2 separate regions of the Pan troglodytes genome follow, and region 1 is linked to region 2. The links are chromatin contacts, called in public HiChIP or PLAC-seq maps. All regions are on one chromosome and are shown on one strand. The core of a region is the stretch at or near the end of the contact, and the rest is flanking DNA. Distances in the headings are between cores, read along the strand shown.

Region 1 (4,746 bases), core at 181-2,680, 520 kb before region 2:
TGACCTCTGGGTAGGTCAGAAGAAGCCTTGCAGATCCTCCTGGAGCTCTTGCTCTGGGGAAGGCACTAGCCACCCTGAGGCCGTCATGTTGTGAGGAAGCCTCTGCGAGCCTCATGGGGGCCACGTGAAGAGGAGAAGAGTTGATGGGCTCCCAGCCCATCAGTCCCTCCAGCTACCAGATGCAGGAGTGAAGGAGCCATCTTGGACACAGCCCTGTTGAGTCTTCAGATAATTGTCGGCAGCCTAGCTGCTACGTGAAAGCTGATGCCTAAGCAACACGTGTGAGAACCGCCCAGCTGAGCACAGTCAACCCACAGACACAGCGACCATCACAAGTCATGTTTTTGGGCTACTGAGTTTTGGGTGCTTTGTTTTCTGGTGGTCGACAGTGCAGGTGCTGCATTAGACTGGGTACATGTGCTCCTCGTTCCTGTTGCCAGAGGCCAGGGCTCACTCTGAATTCCCACCCTGACTCCCCACATTCACACCCCTCAGCATCCCCACTGCTCTTCCCTGCCTCTCTCTCTGCTCCTTGTCCCCCCCAGCCCTGCTGACTCAGCCTCCTATCCCCTCTGGCCGGGCATGCGTGATATCGCATGGGTCCTCTCGCTTCCAGCCTCGCCCTGCCCATTACAGAGGCCACCATGCACCCAGGAGCTTCCACATCCTGCCTGTGGTTCTCACCCGAGACCCCTTTAATGGTCTCGGCGTTCAAAAGGGCAGCATGATTGGCACTCGAGCTCCAGGGCTGGCTCCTCCCCACCCTCTCTAGTGTCCCCCTGGGCTGTCCCTGGCCTCCCCACCCTCCCCGCCTCAGCTCCCCAGACACTGGGCCGTGCCCCGCCCCTCCTCCCCGTGCCCGGCGCTCTCCTTGCTCTCCCATCCCCACTGGGCCGTGCTCCTGGCAGCAGGTGTCGTGCAGGTGTCTCTGTGAGGTCTCCCTGACATCCCTGCTGTGCGGTGTCCCCCTGGCACCTCCGTCGTGCCCCTAACGACGCCCACCACTCTCTGCGCAGTGTGTTCGTTGCCAGGCCCAGCTCTCGCACTGGACTGAGAGCACCAAGTTGACACCGGGGCACAGCCTGCTCCCCCGCTGAGCCTGCCGCGGCGCCTGGCACATGGTCGATCACAAATAAATAACGAGCAAACAGCCCATACGCGTGTACTGCATAAGCAGATGCATGTGGAGATAAAGAAAGACCACCCAGACGACAGCAAGCCCAGGCTCTGAGTTCGGAGCTTGGGAGCGCCCCACCCTGAGATCAGCAGGCAGGGGGCGGGGCACAGGTCCCTCCGCTTAGGGTGGTGGTGATGCTGTGGGGAAGGCAGGGGCGGCTGATGGAGGGTCAGGTGTCCGGTGGTTGGTGAGAGGACGTGTTTGGCGTCCTCTGGTTGGTCCTGAGTTGGAAGTGGGGGCAGAACACAGAGAAAAAAGCTCTGCAATTGGCTGCAGAGGCGGAGCTGCTGCTTCCAGCTTCTTTGTGGTCCGGAGTCAGTAGCCGTGTGGGACTGGCCCCTGTCCAGACGCCTACACTGAGCCTCTCCTGTGGGGAGATGAGCGTCTTTCTCCTGGGACCGAAGGAGGGAACAAGACGGAGAAGGAAGAGGCGGGGCTGCGACTGTGCCCAGCGTGCTGCCGGGTCCCTGCTCTGGGTACTTCTCTGCTTTCGGGCGTCTCGTCTAGAAGCTGCAGCTTGGCCTGTCTCACCTCTACACAGAGGGGCTGCTGGCGCCTGACGGAAAAAGGTAGGGCTGCTGAATGTCCACCCAGCTGTCAGCCACCAGGGAAGTTTTCAGCAAGGGAGGCCCAACCTCACGAGTCACTCGCACGTCCTGTCCTCGGGGTGTCAATAGGACGCGTGCACAGCCCAGAGCCCAGGATCGACCCTGCAGCGGAGCCAGTTCTGCCCTCGGCCGGGGTGCCCTGTGGGGATGACCCCACCTGCCAGGTGCCCGGCCCGGCCCTGCTGGGCCGCCGAAACTCAGAAGAGTCTGGGCAGGGGTTACAGCACCAGCCCCAGGGTCTTACGCTCAAAACATGAAAGCTGTGGTTTCGCAGACGATCTATGGAGATTTGTAACGTCTTTGACAAGATTTAGCATCAAGCTTTTTACTTAGCTGATTGAACTACTATAGAAACAAACTAGATATTGATAATTGCAGGAAAAACTGAAGAAGTGTCTGATCCAAGAGATTTTTAAGCAAATGTCCTGGAATAGAGACCCCCATATATAGAACATTTGAAAATAATGAGCTTCCATCCCAGGGGCAACAGCACCTCCAGGGCACTCGTGAGGTCTGCCTGTGACCTTTGCTTTTATTGTGGTAAAATACCTTTAACATAAAGTTGACCATTTTAACAATTTTTTTTTGAGATGGAGTCTCACTCTGTTGCCCAGGCTGGAATGTAGTGGCGTGATCTCGGCTCACTGCAACCTTTGCCTCCAGGGTTCAAGCGATTCTCCTGCCTCAGCCTCCTAAGTAGCTGGGACTACAGGGATGCGCCACCACACCCAGCTAATTTTGTATTTTTAGTAGAGACAGGGTTTCACCATGTTGGTCAGGCTGGTTTTGAACTCCCGACCTCAGGTAATCGCCCACCTTGGCCTCCCAAAGTGCTGGGATTACAGGCGTGAGCCACCCCATGCCCGGGCCGTCTTAATGATTTTTAAGTGCACAGGTCAGTGGCATGAAGCACATTCACGTTGCTGTGCAGCCATCACTGCCATCCATCTGCAGAGCTTTACATCTTCCCAAATGTCAACCGGCCCCATTAAACACCAACCCCCACCTGCCCTGGGCACCACCATCGTACTGTCTGTCTCTGTGGGTTTGACGACTCTGGAGACCTCACACGTGGGATCAAACGGTATTTGAGCTTCTGAGAGGGGCTCGTTCCCTCAGCATCAGGTCCTCAGGGTGACTGTGTGGCCCCTGGGTCCGAGCTGCCTTCCATTTCTGGGGCCACGGACGTCCCATTGCGCGTACATATCACATTCGGGGCAGGGGGCATGTAACACGTTCGTCCACCCTCTGGCCGTCGTGAAAAACGCTGCTGTGAACGGTGTGACCTGTGACCTGTTAGACACCGGACTTTCCCAGCACAGGCAGCTGCCTGTTCCTGGGCTGAGCAGGGCCCTTTGATCTGTCAGGCACATCGTGCTCCATTTGGAAACGAAGCCTGTGAACTTTGCAAGGACCTACGAAAAGGTTTGAGACCAGAAAAAAATTTTTCCTGGTTCCAAGTACAGGAAAGATACTGCAAGCTTGAAATTTAGACAAGTTCTAGTTGTGATTCAATTTAGCTTTTATGTAGTTACATTAAGCATTATATTTAAAACGGGCACAGTGGCTCACACCTGTCATTCCAGCTACTCGGGAGGCTGAGCTGGGAGGATCACCTGAGCCCAGGAGGTTGAGTCTGCGGTGAGCTGCGATTGTGCCACTGCACTCCAGCCTGGGCAACAGAGCAAGGCCCCATTTCTAAACAAAGTTATATTGAACAGGCTTGATATGATTGGAAACAGGGCTTACTAAGTTTGCCCGATGGCTGGGGATGTGGCCATTCATCTTGGAAAGTGTCGACATGACTCATTTGTCTGGGGTCAGGGCTCCAGGATCAGGTGCCAGGGGCGTCTAAGACCTTTGACCTTTGACTTCCTGTGAGGGAGGTAAAATCAGTTCCTGACCTCGTGGTGCTCACGCAGCGGCAGGAAAGACAGGAGGGAGTGCTGGGAGCGGGGAGGCTGCCCAGCCGCAGGCAGAGGTGTGGGTGCGGGGACTGCTCATGTGAGGAGGCCACTGCCGGGGCTCGGCTGCCCCTGCGATGGGCATGGGGGAGGTGGGCATCCATATTAGGGTTCCTCTGGCTGGTCTTGAGTGTGGAGTGGGGTCACTGACTGAGTCCTCATCTGCTGCGGCTTCCCCAGCAGGCGGCTATAGGTTGTGGCCAGAGCTTCACCTTTCCCCTGAGTGCACGCGAGATAACATTAGGAATTTAAGAAAAATAATAATCAAGGGGATTCAAGAGACAGAGACAGAGAGAGACAGAGACAGAGAGAGACAGAGACAGGGAGACAGAAAGAGACAGGGAGACAGAAAGAGACAGAGAGAGGGAGAGGCAGAGAAAGAGAGGGAGAGACAGAGAGAGACAGAGACGGAGAGAGGGAGAGACAGAGAGACAGAGACAGAGGGAGAGACAGAGACAGAGAGGCAGAGAGAGACAGAGACAGACAGAGACAGAGACAGAAAGAGACAGAGAGAGGGAGACAGAGGGAGAGACAGAGAGACAGGGAGAGACAGAGGCAGAGGCAGAGAGACAGGGAAAGGCAGAGAGAGAGAGACAGGGAGAGACAGAGACAGGGAGACCCTGCCCAGCCCCCTGGCCCTAGCGCAGCCCTGAGTGATATGTGGTCTCACAGCACGGGGTGAGGGAGCCGAGGAGGGGGCCAAGGGTGGACTTTCTTTGTGTGGACTTCATATTCGCCCTTCATCTTACATAACGAATGGTTTATCTTGTTATCGTGCATGGTGTTCATTTTCTATTTTCTGGTTATTTATGGCCAGTGTGGAGAAATCGTTTTGAATTTTGTGTTGATCTTGGTCTGGCCTCTCCTGTCAGTTTTCATGATTTGTGGAGTCTACTGGGTTTTCCCGTATGGCTTTGGAACCCAGGAGGAAAAGAGAGACTCTCCTAATGACGTCTCCGCCTGGGCCCGGCTGGAAGAGTCCCGAGGAAGGGTTCCT
Region 2 (4,841 bases), core at 696-3,195:
GGGCTGCTACTCAGCCACAAAGAGAACCAACTTCGAACACACCGATGAGTGAAAGAAGCCACATACCGTATGATCCCCTTTATGAGGAGCGTCTAGAAAAAGCAAACCCATTGATCCAGAAAGTAACCACTGATCCAGTAGTGGTTGCCTGGGGCTGGGGGTGGAAAGGGGTGGGATATAGGAGCGATGTTAACTGGTACAGGATTTCTTTTCGGGGCGATAAAGATGTTCTGGGATAGTGGTAACCACTGCACAACACAGTAACAGATGCTAACTTCTCAGCTTTAAACAGTAAACTGTGTCTCAGTTATTCCTCATTACAGATTTTAAGAAAGCTCATAATGCACTCCCATGGCTGCAGACCACAGTGTGATCTAAGCAAACACATCTGTGGACTGGCACGAGGCTTGGTGTGCGTGCTCTATGCAAACACAGAGATCCCCGTGGATGCCACTGGAGATGGAACACGGATTCTGCGTCTTCAATATTCAGTACAGGACTCGATAGCCATGTTTCTGAATGGGACTGAACACCCACAGGGTGATGCTCCCATGAAGGAAGCAGCTTTGCCTGGACAATTGTGGGAGCCCCAGACCTCTGCTTTGTGGATAACCTGGGAGTGGGGGTGCAGGGGATGGACAAGGATGAGGCCAGCCCAATGACCCACCTTGACCTGAAAGGAGGGGTGGCCCAGGAGCTCTCCCAAGCGATTGCAGCAGCTGTGATAGCGGTGTCTCATCCACACCTTGTACTTCCGTGTGGCTCCCTGGGACCCTGCAGACAGGTTAGGGTGGTCAGCCCACATGAGGCCCACATATGCCACCCTGGGCCCAGCCCAAAATCTCAGGCCTGGCTCCACCCTCCCATTGTCTTCTACTCAGCCTCCGCAGGTGGAAACAGGTCGCTATGGCCCCCAGACCTGTGCTGGGACCAGCACATTCCCTGAGCCCTGCAAACAGGAAGAGCACCTCCTACCCCAGGACTGCCCCAGCCAAGCTGCCAGGAGCAGGATCCACATCCCCTCTCTTTACTCCAAGACCTGATGTCCCCAGGATGGGGACATAAAGGAAGCTCCGAGTTTAAGCGACCGTGTCAGGATCAGTCAACATCAAATTACAAAAGGGGTGCAAAGCACACAAAAAGTCGTACCTTGTCCATTGTTCATCTACACTCAGCTGCAGGGCACCCATGTCACCCCTGCCCCAACGCCACCATCCATCTTCCACGGTGGGCTTGGTGCGTCCTCCCACCAGCCTGCACGGCCTGTGCCAGGGTTGGGGGCGCTCATCCCATGGTGACAAAGCCTCCCTCCGACCCACGGAAAGAGAAGAGCAGCCCCGGGGCCCTCCAGGGCTCACCTGTCATGACCATCTCCTCAGAGGGCAGCTGGCCCACAAACAGCTCTCCCCGCTCCAGCAAGGCCCCGAAAAGACGGCTGCACGTGCGGACTGCTTCCTGGAACTCCTCCTGGTCCTCAGACTGCAGCAGAGGCGGCGGCGGGGTGCCGAGGCGGCGGCAGGGCGCCCAGCCGGCAAGTGTCACCTTCGCCCCTGCCTAGGCTGCCCCCAACCCGTTCCCTTCCCCCTCGGGACGCCAGCCCCGTCACCCCCGACCCGTGACCCACGCGCCTCCCACCCTGACCCTCCAACGCCGTCTCGGAACCTCCTGGGGACCTGCCGCCGCAGCCCCCCATTCAAGTCCCGCTCCCGTGCCGCGACTCCGGCCCTGCGACGCCGCCAGGCCCACCTGCAGCACGGCCAGGATGTCGAACACGGCGTTGGCCTCACTGCGGCTCGCCAGCACCGCCTCCAGCCGGCGGCCCAGAGCCCGGCGAACTCCCGCGGCGCCCGGCTCCCGCTCCATGCCGCCGCCAACACGGGACAACGCGGATTCTCAGCCGCCGGCGCTCCCGTGACGTCACCACGGCGCGTAGAACCCGACGTCATCTCTACGCGCCGTACCCCAACCCCGTCTTTCGCGCGGAGCCCGAGTCCCAGGCGTGCCGCCGACGTCATCGCAGCGCGCCACGCCCGAGTCCCAGGCGTGCCGCTGGCCATGGCGCTGTTCTACGTCGCGCGGTACCCGGGCCCCGATGCGGCAGCTGCGGCGGGGCCGGAGGGCGCGGAGGCCGGGGCGCACGGCAGGGCCCGCGCGCTGCTCGAGCGGCTGCAGAGCCGGGCCCGCGAACGGCAGCAGCAGCGGGAGCCCGCGCAGACCGAGGCGGCTGCACCGACCGAGCCGGCGACCAGGAGGCGACGGCGGCCCCGGCGGCGGCGGCGGGTGAACGACGCGGAGCCGGGGAGCCCGGAGGCGCCGCAGGGAAAGCGACGGAAGGCGGACGGCGAGGACGCGGGCGCAGGTGGGCCGCGGGGCGAGCGGGCTCCCTCTGGGGCGCCGGCGACTCGGTGCTGACGCGCTGCGGGGTGGGTGTCTGCCTCGCAGAAAGCGACGAGGAGGCGCCGGGGGAGCCCAGCGCAGGGAGCAGCGAGGAGGCGCCGGGGGAGCGCAGCGCCAGCGCCGAGGCGGCCCCAGATGGACGGGCCCTGGAGGAGGCGGCCGGACCCCTGGTCCCCGGCCTGGTGCTGGGGGGGTTCGGGAAGAGGAAGGCGCCGAAGGTGAGCGTCGGCGGGCGGGAGGGTGGTCGGCGTGAGAGGGTAGGCTGCGCGGATTCTTAAGTGCGGCGGTCGCCCCGGAAGGTTTCGTTCAGTGAATGTTCCCGGGTCACAGCCGCGCCTCGCTGCCAGGCCTGCAGTTTCATCGCCTAGGGGTCTGGATCTTGCACGTGCAGAGCTCCCGTTTCCTCTGCTAGGCTTGCCCCTGTCCTCCCGCCGCGCCGCGCCAGTTCTCCTGCAAGATGTGTTTGCGTGAACGTGCGGGGTTTCCTGCTGTGCGCTCACCGCCTCAGGAGTAAGTCAGAGGCCGTTCTGCAAGCCCCTGACCGTTGGTGTTTTTGCTTAACACGTGTAGTTTTCGGTAAAGAGATTTCCGACGAGACAGGTGAAGAAAGCGAGAAGTTTGGCAGAGTGCTCGGGCACCTTAGGTAGGGCAGGTGGAGGAGATTCTCTTTGAGTTGGGATGCAAAGACTTGAAGCCAGGTCAAGGTTGGGGGTTGGGGGTGCCAGGCAGAGGCCTCGAGGCAGGGACGCCGGCGTGGCTGGGGCAGGCGAGCGCCAGGTCACAGGACCTCCTGGCTGCGGGAGCGTGGATGCCACTGTGGGTTGATGGGAGGCTACAGAGTGAGTTTGCTCAGGGAGTGGCATCTGCTTTTACTGTTTAACTTCTGAAGGCTGTATGGAAAGCGCATCCTGGGGCTGAGAAGGAGCTGAAGACTACAGAGGTTTCCCCAGGCTCCCTCCCCCAGCTGCTTCCACCGTGGGCTTCTGCGCGAGAGCCTGGAAAGCGCTCACCTGGCCTCTCTTTCTTTTTGATGGCAGGTCCAGCCTTTCCTGCCAAGGTGGCTGGCTGAGCCTAACTGTGTCAGAAAGAATGTCACGGAAGATCTGGTTCCTATCGAGGACATCCCTGACGTCCATCCTGACCTGCAGAAGCAGCTGCGGGCACACGGCATCTCGTCCTACTTTCCAGGTGCCCCAGCCCCGGGCAGGCAGCTGAGGGAACACCTCCCTGGGCACCCACACACAAGGCTGTGAGTGGCCGTGGGTCAGGCGTCCCTGCCACATCGGTGCCAAGTGTGGTCTCAGCACCCTCAAGCTCATGGTTCCCACTTGGATCTCCTGAGGCTGGCGTTCCTCTGGGCCTTGGTGCCATCCCTCTGGGGAGCGGTTCCCAGGCCTCCAGCAGAGCAGCCCAGCCCAGAGGTCACAGGCAGGGAAGCAGCAGGCCTAGGCCTAGGCGTAAACACGACTTCTCTCTCGCCTTTCCTCATCCAGTCCAGGCAGCTGTGATTCCCGCCCTCCTGGAGAGCGCAGCCTGTGGGTTTCTGGTGGGCAGAGGCGGCTACCGGCCTAGCGACCTCTGTGTTTCTGCCCCAACAGGCAGTGGGAAGACACTGGCCTTCGTCATCCCTGTGGTGCAGGTCTGTGTGAGGGTCCCCTTTCTCTACAGCGGGTGTGCAGAGGACAGGTAACAGCCTTGCTGACGCAGGCGCCCCTTCCCCCTCAGGCCCTGCTTTCGAGAGTGGTCTGCCACATCCGTGCCCTGGTTGTGCTGCCCACCAAGGAGCTGGCCCAGCAGGTATGTGGACCCTAGACCTGGAGTGTGGCACCGCCCGCCTCAGCTTCCCTGCTGAGTGCACAGCGATCAGCCCCTGGGGGACCCAGATTAGATCTGGGGTCCTTTTTGCTGCAGTAGGTGGACACCAGCTACCTCCAGGCCAGTGACAGACTTCTCCTGCAGGTGAGCAAAGTTTTCAACATCTACACAGATGCCACACCTCTGAGAGTCTCCCTGGTTACGGGACAGAAGTCTCTGGCCAAGGAGCAGGAGAGCCTCGTCCAGAAAACGTAGGTTGTGTCAGGGTGCGGGTTTTTCAGGGGGTCCCTGCTCAGCCCTGCAGGTGGCCTGAGGCACCGTGGGAGCAGAGGAGGGGCCAGCATCTTTAACCATCTGTTCCCGTGAAGAGAAGGAGCTCCCACCCGCCCCCTTCCCATGTGGGGTGGAGTCGGGGCTATGGGGCGAGGCAGCGTCTTGCTATCCGGAAGCCCTTGAGAAAGCTTCCTTCTCTCGAGCCGCTCTCTGGTCTGTAGAGGTGATGGGTACCGCTGCTTGGCTGACATCGTGGTAGCCACCCCCGGCCGCCTGGTGGACCACATCGACCAGACCCCAGGATTCAGCCTCCAGCAGCTCCGCTTCCTGGTATGTCCCCGCCCCAGGGGCCTGGG

The links. HiChIP or PLAC-seq counts read pairs in DNA pulled down with a chosen protein or histone mark.
Region 1: an H3K4me3 HiChIP or PLAC-seq map of stem cell-derived excitatory neurons shows a contact between it and region 2, with 8 times the contacts expected there. The contact joins the promoter of LRCOL1 here to the promoter of NOC4L in region 2. A contact is called at or near these places in 1 of 7 Hi-C or Micro-C datasets (stem cell-derived neural progenitor cells) and 1 of 1 datasets of contacts at active chromatin or transcription factors (stem cell-derived excitatory neurons).

Annotation. Positions count from the first base shown.
Region 1 is chr10:139,508,077-139,512,822 of NHGRI_mPanTro3-v2.0_pri, reverse strand. It overlaps LRCOL1 (leucine rich colipase like 1), which reads left to right and starts at 1,430. Exons shown (of 5, transcript XM_016924678.4): 1 at 1,430-1,746.
Region 2 is chr10:138,986,734-138,991,574 of NHGRI_mPanTro3-v2.0_pri, reverse strand. It overlaps NOC4L (nucleolar complex associated 4 homolog), which reads right to left and starts at 1,945. Exons shown (of 15, transcript XM_016924672.4): 1 at 1,747-1,945; 2 at 1,359-1,479; 3 at 668-774. The coding sequence starts at 1,863. It overlaps DDX51 (DEAD-box helicase 51), which reads left to right and starts at 2,020. Exons shown (of 15, transcript XM_016924671.4): 1 at 2,020-2,359; 2 at 2,443-2,615; 3 at 3,435-3,585; 4 at 3,891-4,036; 5 at 4,123-4,194; 6 at 4,357-4,463; 7 at 4,707-4,815. The coding sequence starts at 2,056.